Regions from separate parts of the Anser cygnoides genome. Here region 2 is linked to region 1. Evidence: chromatin contacts called from public Hi-C data. All regions are on one chromosome and are shown on one strand. Each heading gives the region's core, a stretch centred on a gene start, on an enhancer-like site or on the middle of the called end of the contact. The rest is flanking DNA. Distances are from core to core; before and after follow the strand shown. Region 1 overlaps MAP7D2 (MAP7 domain containing 2). Region 2 overlaps SH3KBP1 (SH3 domain containing kinase binding protein 1).

Evidence for each region. Hi-C and Micro-C count contacts between places; a contact is called where the count stands out from the background.
Region 2: a contact with region 1 is called in a Hi-C map of liver, with 7 times the contacts expected there. The contact joins two enhancer-like sites. A contact is called at or near these places in 2 of 7 Hi-C or Micro-C datasets (both in liver).

What each region holds. Positions count from the first base shown.
Region 1 is chr1:128,487,526-128,493,056 of Taihu_goose_T2T_genome, forward strand. The region is part of intron 1 of MAP7D2 (MAP7 domain containing 2); the gene reads left to right. Among named protein-coding and RNA genes, the nearest start is that of MAP7D2, 6.0 kb to the left of the region's middle. Within about 2 kb of position 2,661, at least 2 of the 3 cell types and tissues checked have open chromatin away from gene starts, as enhancers often do. A contact at or near this core is called in liver, where this site is marked.
Region 2 is chr1:128,686,411-128,691,941 of Taihu_goose_T2T_genome, forward strand. It overlaps SH3KBP1 (SH3 domain containing kinase binding protein 1), which reads left to right. Exons shown (of 19, transcript XM_066981109.1): 3 at 276-399. Among named protein-coding and RNA genes, the nearest start is that of SH3KBP1, 82 kb to the left of the region's middle. Within about 2 kb of position 3,476, at least 1 of the 3 cell types and tissues checked has open chromatin away from gene starts, as enhancers often do. A contact at or near this core is called in liver, where this site is marked.

The DNA of each region.
Region 1 (5,531 bases), core at 1,411-3,910:
ATGCTTTCAAGGTATTGTTTAATTTTTTAAATAGCATCTTTCCGGCTTTGCCTCTGTTCCAAAAAAAAATAAAATAAAAAGAGAGGTCAGAGCCTTTCCCAACTAAGTTTTGTTAAATTGTAAGAGAAAAACAACTTACCTTGGAATTACAAGACTGGAGAAGTAAAAGGAAGGTGTATTGATGCCTTGAAACATGCATGGTAGGAAGGTGAAACACCCAAAAATTTCAGAGTGCTTGCAAGATGCTCTTGTGTAGTGGCACATACCTCCCTGTGCTTTGGTGGCTGTCGTATCCATTGCAGTGGAAATGCATCAGGGATGCTTTTTTTGTATGAAGTAGTCATTTCTAGGTATGCTAATTGAGGGAGCGTATACATATTTCATGTAAATGAAACTATATATCTTGCGTGTTGGTATTGTATGAAGATTTATGAAGTAAAGCTTTTTTGCCTCTCATGAATAAATAAAATACAATTATAACTTTCTTAGTTATTGGTCTTCTAATATGTGTGGAGAAAAACCAGCAGGGGAAGTGCTTTTAATATCTTACTCTTATCTGTCATTCATTGCCGCATGCATTTTAAGGCTACAGAAAAGTAAGAGCAAGTCTTTTAATTCTGGATTGTTCTTATAGGGTTCAGACAATTAAAAAAAAAAGTACTGTTTGCATGGGACTTCTATAAATAAATGGATTTTACAACATGGGGAAAAGAATACAGCTGATCAGGAAACTAATGCAAATTGTGGGAGTGCGACCTGCATTGAGTAATGACCTACTCAAGTCATCTCCTCCCTGTTTACCATCTTTCTCCTTTAGTTGGTTCTCTCAGTTGTTCTCAGACTGGTAACTTCAGGTTTTGTGAGGTTTGTGCATCTTCTAGGTCTTGTGAAAGGTCCCGGTATTAAACAATTCACCTCTGTGTCCTGTGGTTCTGTGACTTGGGTCAGTAAGTCTGTTAAATACAGCTGTTTGTGTTGCACACCCAAGCTTAATTTTCCTGTGAATCTCTCGTACTGGCTGAGAGAAAAATATGAGTAGCACTTCTAAATAATGCTGTAACTAGTTACAGTTATTGCAGTCATAAAAAACAAAGTTCTTGCAGTACTGCAGCAGATTATTTTTTTTAAACCTACACAGCTGATGAGGTGTAGGTAATTTCTGAGTTATTTTGCTGTAATTGACTTGTTTGGTATTTCTGTCACAACTTGTTATATTACCCCTGTATTTCCTGTGATTGAAAGTAGTGCGTGTAAGAGTATGTTATGTGTTATTTTTCCTACAGGTGTTCAGACAGCTTAGCGGGTGACTTAGTGCTACGTAAGTCATTTAGTGGTCTGCTTACCAAATTGATGGAAAAGGTGACATGGAATCTGGACTAATCAAAGATTTATTTTACCACACAATATTACCCTGGACTGACTTTAGATAGGAGATTTACAAAGACCTTTCGCTGTGCTTTGTTTCCTTAATGATGAACAATGCTGATGTGTGGGGGTGTAAAGACGGCGGGGTAAGTGGTTTTCACACGGTGGAAATCTATCTTACCATTTAGCTGGAAAAAAAATAGAAAGAAAGGCAAGATTGCTGTTTTATTATTTAAAATACTGTAACACACCTGACAGGCTTTGTGCCTGTCATTCAAATAATACACAATTTTTGTCTTTGTGTTGTGAAACTGTCAAGATCCTAAAACCCGAGCACCCAGCGCTCTGTCTGCCAGTCGGAGGGAGTGTTGTAAGGATCCGAGCAAAGCACTTCTTGTCCCTGTTAAATGGTAATCAAAATGTTTCAGAGAGGCTTGCTTTTGAGTCGTATTTTGTGTTCTGTGCATGTATGTGCATAACGCATATACATTTCTGGCTTTCTGCAGATGTAGTGAAGTAATATATTAGAATGCCTGGTGATCACATCTTAGTTTTCCTCTCCGTTTTCTTCCTCTAACTCTTAAATGAATGATCCACTTTTCCTGAACTATGTAATATTTATCTCCTCTGTGATACGAAATCTTGTAAGTGCTTGGTTTCATTTACTGTACTGTTTGCACGTGTCACGTGTGCTTACTGAACGCCAGATCAACCTGTGCGGAAGTGTTTGGACTAAACGCTGGGACATCGGTTTCTGGTTTGCCCCCGAGCACCTGGAGGCTTCCTCGTGAGTATGTGTTGGCTCTTCCCTGCCCAACAGGACGCTGATCCGCCTTGTGGAGTTACGGTGCTGCAGTCAAACGTTGGCTTCGTGGTGATCGATAAAGCGTTTCTGTGACCTTTGTATTAGCTTCGGTTGCGCAACGGGCGGGCTCACCTTTGCGTTCTGCTGTCTCAACGAGAGCAATGTGAGCACTTCTCCATGTGCCAAAGCTTCTCCTTTCACTGCTTGAGGGTTATCTTGTTGGTATAAATAAGGGTGCTGCTGGCAAACATCTCCTACTGATGTCTTCGCTTTGGTTAAATTAATTCCTTTACAGTACGGAAAATGCAGCTTTTTGTATACCAGTGTAATGCATACGTGCTCCTATCAGTTGGCATCATTTAAAAGCTGTAGTGTTGGGCTGAATTTCTTCCAATGATTCAACAGAAGAGATTGTTTATTCTGCAGCATAGTATTTACCTCTTCTGAACTTTTTTTTTTCTATTGCAAGTGTAAATGCATGTTTGGAGCTGTCTTAGGCATTCAGATCTTTTTTTTTCAGTGTGCCGGAAACCTGTAAATGCTCTTTTCTCTGCGCATTGAGTACAGAAATAGATGAAACTGTTCAAACTTTTGAAGTCAGCCCCTTTGCTGATAATTCCATGTTTTGTAAAGTCATCTCTTGTGTTCGCATTTGCCTTCCAAGAGGCAAATACACATTAACTTGGTTTTGTATAATGGGCTTCTTAGTCCGAAGCACTTTCTGAGCTGGTCCTCCACATCAGAGCTCTCTGCACATTGCCTCCATGTGCACACCAATGCGTCTATTTGTGTGAACAGAGGAATGGATTTTATGTCCCATAACCTCAGCACCATCAAGGATCCAGTGTTCAACAACCATTTTAGAAAGAGAGAATATATGGAGCTTCATAAATCTACTTACCTTTTTTGTTGAAAGGTTTCTTTTGTAAACTCCTCTTTCCTTACATCGACCTGCATTCTAGAACCCCATTTTATTTATTAATCTTTTATACCTGAGGTCTTGATGGGACGGGATAGGAAGTGTTGAACAAAAATATATGGGAAGCATGTATCAGTTTGTGGATACCTCTGTAAAAGCACCTTAGAAATCTTCAAGAAAATGATAGTAACGTTAGTATACCTGATTGTTTTGTCTGTTGCAATGCCAGATGCTGGAGGGCATGTTGTGGTTTTGTTTCAATTAGGTAGGATCTGGAAGTATGCCTTGCTTGGTTCAATCCATACGAATTATCAAATTACTTGTCTCATGCCGAGCAGAAGCTAGCAGAGCTATTCTTTATTTCAGCAAAGCACTCATTGAAATGTTTCTAGTTTGCAATTAATTTGGGTTGTAGGCGTGGTGGAATACTGCACTTCTTAATGTGGCTTTGATCATAAAAGAGAGAGAGAGACAAATTTTGCTGGTGGCTGTGCAGCATGCCTGGGTTTGTTGGCTGCAGAAGGAGCGCCGAAGTGGTCTTCCCCTGCCCAGGCAGGGAGAGCACTGCTGCCTCGTGGCTTCAGTGGAAAACCAAGCATGCTCTAGTGTCAATACACTTGCCTCGATTATTTAATTAGAATAAACTCTCGATATTCAATTATTCTGCAAGTAAGGTAAACCTCAGATCACAGGCACTGCAGTCGTGTTTCCTTTTGTCCCAGGAAGGGAGACAAGATGATGTTGCAGCACTTATCCCCACATCATCGCTGTGATTTCTACATACTTGTAGCAAGGGCTTTTAATTTCCCTTCCTGCGGTCCCCTCCTTCTCCCTCCCTCCTGGAAACCCACATTGCTCTCGCCCTTGTTTGTGTGGAGTCTGGCATTCACCTCTGCGTGCGTGCAGGCAGAAACCTCGGGGAGAGGACTGGAAACGTGTTGTTGGGGTTCTTGAGATGTTGATAAAAAAGATAGGCCAACTACTGTTTCCAAAATAAATGGTAGATGGACCGGTTCCCCTTTAACCATCCTAAAGGGGAGTGGGAGTAGGGCCTTACTTTTATTCTTAGTTTCTTGACTTTAAGTATTGTGCTTCAGCCAGCGGGCATCTTTTCCCTTACCCTTAATGGTCTATTAATAGATGGAAGTATTTCCATTATGCTTCTTGGGTTTAGTAAGACTAAGTGCTGTGGTTACAAGTAAACAGGGCAATTTTCAGCAGTCACAGGAAGCGATGTAATGGTGCAGTGAAGTAAAGGGATGACCTTCCCTTGACTTAAGTGGCTGCGGACCTGGTTCTGAAGGAGGGCGCTGGGCTGCAGGGTCTCAGGGTTGTAGCTCTCAGAGGCCAGGTTATGGCACTGAGTGAAAATCTCTGAGTGATGCACAGGGGAGATGCTGTTTAGAGAAAGCATTTTGCAGAGAGGACAGATTTTATGACACAAGTTATAGAACTGAACGAAAGCAAAACAGAAACGCCTCATGTAATCTCTGCAGTTGTTTACAGATAACAGGAAGAGTTTGTTTTTTCATGATACCTTTTGGAATCAAAGGGCAGGTTTGCATTTCCCCTCGTGGTATGTTTTCCCTGTGTTATGATCCCCCCCTTGCCCCAAGGTACTCTCTTTTCTTACACCACAGTCACTGACTATCTCCAGGCTTCCTTTAAGTCTCATATTGCTGAAGGGTGTCTCAAAAAGAATAGGCAGCCTGTCTTTGAATCCTAATATATTTAGTCTGTGATGAAGTTGCCTAAATGATGTGCGGGCGGAGCTGAAAGTCACGTTACATGGTACAAACACATCCACTTTCAAATCCAGTTTTTGTCACGAGCGGTCCGTTGGTGATGCTGGAGACAAACCGAAGACTGTAAAGAAAGTCTTCGTGCAGCCAGCGCTCCTCGAGATGAGTGCTCCCTGAAGCGTGCTGACAGGCTTACAGGCCCTGTAGCAACTCGGAAGAGCTCTCTGTTCTTGTAAAACCCCTGCAGCATTCGAATCTTCTGCTGCCAAGTTAGGTGCTGATGCACCCATGCTATTGATAAACTGATATCCTACTGGATTAAGTCCTGAACTTCTTATAAGATGGCTCTTTTTCCTCTACTTAATGGTACTTCTTCCTTCCCCATTCTGATCCATTCACCCCTGCCTACAGGGTCGTAAGGATGCACAGGCTTAGTCAGAGCAGGTGTCTTTCTTTCCCACTGCTCTGCCTTCCCTGGTGACCAGAGGATGACACTGAGGGCAGAGGGTAAGATTGCAGCAAGCAGTGCAGTATGCTTCCTAGTGTCCCACAGACTGCAGTCCAGGAGCTGGAGATGTATCCAGAGGACTTGGATACGTTCCCACCCTCTGTCCTGCGCCTCTCTCTGGCTCCTTAGCTGTACCCAGTGCATTAATTCATTCTTGTGCTCCAGCGGAGCTGACTCCACTCCATCCAGCCT
Region 2 (5,531 bases), core at 2,226-4,725, 200 kb after region 1:
TACAATTTTCATGCAGAAATAAGAGATTAACACCTTTTAAAAAGAAAAAAAAATAGTATTGGTTGGAAGAGTCACTGAAAATGGCTTTCATTTTGTGGCATTTCACCTTGTATACAAGTTTGGGGTAGCATTAGAATAACCGGGGTTTATATATAGAAGTTTTAAGAAATCATGGGGGCTTGAGATTTAGAATATTCTGTAACACTTTTTTTTTTTTTTTTTTTTTACTGTTTCTTCTTTTTCTTCTCCCTCTCCACTTGCCTTTTCTTATGCAGGAAATAAAGAAGGATATGAAGAAGGAAAATATTGCCAACAAACCACCAGAGAAGCCTATAAATGAAGTTTCCAATGGAAGCCCTTTACTGTTGTCTGAGACAATTATTAGAACCAACAAAAAAGGTAAAGTATATGGAAGCTTAAATGCAGATTACATTCAGACCTTTAAAAGAACAAAGTGTAACCCTTCCTTGTTTCTAGAACTAAAGCTATAGTTTATTTAACTTTAAAGGCACGGCAAGAATATTACAAATTTCTCATTCTCCTCTTAGACTGGCATACAGATGCATATATCATGTCTGGTATTTCCACATTAATTTGCACAGACATCCCTTTCTTCTTACAGAAATCCTTCCTAGATATGTTTAATTAAGGAAAGCTGTATGAACAGATTACTAAAAGTAATGAAATGACAGCTTGCATATATGGAGCTTTTTGCACGGTGATGTCAGTCCACATTCATGTATTCACGTTGTATCTGGGATAGAGACTGGTTACTGACAGAGAAAATTTTTTTTAAAAAAAAGGTGGAAAATGTAAAGCTTAATGCATTATTTTCCTGGGAAGTGTCTATCACTGTCTTCTGTTTCAGATTGCAGTGTGTGCTCTCTATGTCTGGCTTGATTCCCAAGGTGAACCCTATGTAAGGAATCTCTCTTAGCATATGCCTATGTAAGGTTTTGAGTTGCTTAAAGGAAAGGCTCCAGATCTTCTGCCTCCTTCCCTAGCTTCCAATCCCACTCTCAGGAATGTCTGAACAAAACAAAAGGTTGGCAATAGCTGGATTTTTCTTTAGGTTATGTTTATGCTCCAGTTTGTTTGTGGGAGAAGGACTGTCTGTGTGCAGTAGATGGCCTTTATTTTTCCCAGAGAACGCACCAGACAGTTTCTTACTTGCTGTCTTATACAGAATAATCCACTGTCATTAATCATTGCTGTAATGTAATTTCCATTTCAGCGTGTCTTCTGGACTGTTAGGGCTATGCATACGGAAATTTTTCCCTACGTATTATGATTGAGTATTGTATTTGGGATGGCAGTTTGGCCTGAGGTCTTAGACCTATGGTTTGCAACTGCAATTGAGGAAGATTTAATAATTTCTGTAAAATGTATGACTTCCTTTAAAATGCGAGGGGGAGTAAACTCCACCTCTTTTGCTAGGAGTAATGTCCTCTTAAAAAATAAAATTTTTAAAAAATTGGAAATAAATCTCAGAAAGCCTTGTCTTTTGTGTTTGTAGTGTCATCCTTGAATCTGGAGACACGTCCAACATTTCTGCTTTGGGTCATAGGTTTTTCAAGCAACAGCAGAGTTAAATTACCAAGAATTATTTTTTTTTTCATGGCTGCTATACAGAACCATATGAGTAGTTGTGAAATTATCTGGGGACTAAGTCTGTTCCATATTGCTTCAGCTGCTATTTGGAGAAGGCTAATAGCTGTGGCAGATGCAGAGATTCGGTTCAGTCACAAGGGGATAACACTCCAAATACAATACGAAGAGCTGAGGCTTTCTCCTCCTCTTTCTTCCCTTTAACTCAGAAGCTGTGAAAGATTCAGAAGATAAAGAAAGTTCTCTTTTTGTCCTTGTAGCTGGAGAAGACAAACTTCATATTTATTGAAAGGAGAATCAGCAAAGACTGGTATCAAGATCTGTACCTTGAGGAAGGGGTTAGGTGTGGAAATCAGGAGATCTCATATTAGAATGTTACTGTTTTGAATTTCATTAATGGGGATTGCGCTTTTCATGGCTACCTCTACATAGTGTCAGGGTTGATAAATTTATTTTGTCTGCTTCTCCATGGCTATTTCCATTGCTGCAGAGCAAGCAGTTGCAGTATGCTATACTCTCCTCTAGCAGCACAGCTATGGATGTACAGAGCTAAGGATGCACAGAGAATAACGAGGCCAAGAGAGGTTTCCCTTAGTTTTCTGTGGTCAGTTTGAGCATGGTGCCAAAGTCTCCTTGCTCAAGTGACAACAGCTAAGCAAGTAGCTACTGTTGCATTCAATAATAAGGAGTCTTCTAAGAGCTGTGTGGCAAATAACTCCCTCCATGTAGAAGGAGTTGCAATATTTAGCTGCAGAGGGAATCTTAAATGCCACGGGGATTCTTTTCTTCAAGTGTCCTTGTGCTGCGATTTTTAAACAACCCTATCTCAATCTGTTTGCTGATCATAGAGTGTGACCTGACCTGAAAAAGAGTACTTTCTTCCTTCTTCTTGTTCGGAAGGGAAGAGGAGAGGGATGTATCTAAAGATCTGTAGCCACTGTTCGGCAGTGAAAATAGTCAATCTGATTTATTTGCTTGGGCAATGTAATTTTGCTGCTTGGAACCTCAGAGCAGGTCCAGTGATGTAGGTGTGAAGTTTTGATGTTTCTACTACCAAGTTGATGGTAAGTGCTTTTCTATGGCTGTGGTGTTACTTTGCGTAGTTTTGCTACTTAACTTGGTTGGCCTCAAATAAGTGGCAGCACTTTAGCAGGCAGTGACATTTTGAGCAGAAGAATCTTGGCCTCTTGGGCTGTTGGCTTGTAGAGAGTTTTTCCTTGAGGAATATTGACAAGTGTCCAGCAGTGGTATTCAAGGAAAATAGATGAATTATTTGTAAGAAACATCTAAGAAGGTAAGATGAAAAGAATGAATTTCTGAATAAAAAAGTTGTTATGAATCCAACTTTGTTATCTTGTTTCTTCAAGTTAATTATTTCTAAGCACTATGTTGCAATTAGGGACTCCTGTAATAAATTCAGTGAAAAATCGAAATGCTTCTTGTGAAGGCTTGTGTCATCAAACAAGTAGTGGTGATTGCTTTTGTGGGTCACAGATGTAATCTAGGGATAATTTAAAGTTGGCTTAATGCCACCAGTAGTAGCCTACCCATGTTAGTACTTCCACTACACGCTGAGGGCATCGATCGGTTGTGGTATTTTTAGTTGTAGATTACTGTCCATCAGTTACGCAGGTTTTTGTTATAAAGACCAGGAGAAGATTGACCAGGATTTGATTTTGCTTGCTTTTCACTGAGAAAAGTAAAAACAGAACATTTCTAATCCTTTAATGTTTCTTGCTGACTGCATGTACTAGTGACCTAACAGAAATATACAGTAAAAATGACTGCTGTGGTGAACAAAATTTAGGAAATGGTGCTATGCTTGGCCTTGATATATCTGTAAGAGTTAATATTTTTTAGGGATTTCATCTCTTTACAGGCTTGTAAGTATGATCTAGAAGTTAGGGCTACACCTAAGAAATAATGGTTTTATTTTCTTAGAAAAGATCTTAGATCTTAGAAAAGATCTTAGATCTTAGGCTGGACTTCAGGAAGAGGTTCTTCACCGAGAGGGTGGTCGCACACTGGAACAGGCTCCCCAGTGAAGTAGTCACTGCACCAAGCCTGTCTGAATTTAAGAAGCGATTGGGCTGTGCACTTAGTCACATGGTCTAAACTTTTGGGTAGACCTGTGCAGTGCCAGGAGTTGGACTCGATGATCCTTATGGGTCCCTTCCAACTCGGGATATTCTATGATTCTGTGATCTGCCAGAGTTCCTCTGTAACTTCCATTAAATTGTTCTGTTGGCCAAATTGCCACACATGAATTTTTCAGTTATTAATGTGTATTGATTTTTTTTTCAGATGCACAGAGTTTTTCTGATTAATTGCAGTGGCATATCAAAAATTACTCAAAACTTCCAGGTATTTCAGCTATCTCTTTCTCAGGCTACCTATTGACAAAACCTGGGTTATACCTGCCTGGGTTATGCTGAGATCTGTTGTGATCATGCGTGGGGGTGGTGATAATTAAAATCTGGAAAACAGAGCATTTTAATATAGTGTTCCAGTGTTTTCATGCTCTACTGCTGAAAGGCTCAGAAAAGAACAATTTGTTCAAGTGTAGAGATGGGGTTAGGGAAACATTAAGTCATCCTTGTGCATTCCCTGACAATTCCCAGGGCTGCACCAGCCCTAGGCAGTTTTGGTGGGTGCTTCAGGTGCTGCTCCATCAATCCCTGTCTAAGGAAAAAGGCCGAGGCACTGAATGACTTGTCTGAAATTTCATGAATGTGAGCTGTGGTTGTCTTGCTTATGCTATGCCAGAACCTGGGAGAGACCATTCTTATGCTTCTTCCTACAGTTCATATGCCAAGAAAATCCTTTCCTGGCTAGGTGTGGGTCTTTTCGTGTATCTTTTCACAACCCCAGAATTTTTGCTTGGCATATAGAACTGTTGTTCTTAATCTTCTGTAAAACTGAATTTAATATATATATATATATATATATATCCTTGGCTTTAGTTAGAATTGGCATTGTTGTACCCTGTTAATAACAGGTTAGGAAGGCCTTTTATTTTCCTTAGAGCATTTTCAGATTGGTTTAAAAAAAAAAAAAAGCAAAATTATTGCTATTGTTACTGTTACTAAATATCATAAGAAAATTAGTCAGGTCTTGGAACAGAAAAAACACTGGAAGACATCTCTTCTTTTTTTTTTTCTTTTAATGCTTTTTCCAACATGGTGGAATTCCATCTTTTCCAACTTTCAAAATCTAAAAACAGATCCAAAGTTGTGCAACTATTTCAGATCTGTATAAATTCAGTACGATCTTCAATCAGCTATAAAGGTACATCAATGAAACCTGCATGTAACGAGCTTAAGTGTTCAACGGCTATGGCTTACTTTGTGGAAGTTTTGTTCCAATTTTGGGGTATTCCTTATTCATTCACTGAATTATTTTCTATATCTGGGTATAATGTATTTGGCCTATACATAGTTCAAATTGCAATACTGGAGTTGATAGGCTGTGTTTTGCAAGTAAACTAACAACAATTGTTATACAAGTAAAAATATTTAAGGAAAAGATATTTTGCCTTGCCAGATGTATTTGTTTTATATAAACTGTAAATGCAGTCAGCACTGAGGTTATTCAAGCCAGAAAATCTGGAACAGCTCATCATGTGTTACATATTCTTAATCGGAGCCAAGCACTGAAAGCAAGGAAATGTTTTTTCTAGTTCTCTTGAGAATTATTTATGTTACCTTCCACCCTACATTTAAATAATAAAGAGAACTTCCATCCTATCCTTAAAGGGGGAATTTGGTGAAAGTATCTTTGTCAGTATAGTAGGTTTATGTTATGAATAAATAACTGCCTGTTGTATGCAAAACTGCCTTTAAGTCTGTTTTTGTAAATTTGAGAAATGGGAAAAGCATTTTACAAGAAAAATGCTTCATCATTTGGTTCAATAGGGATACAAA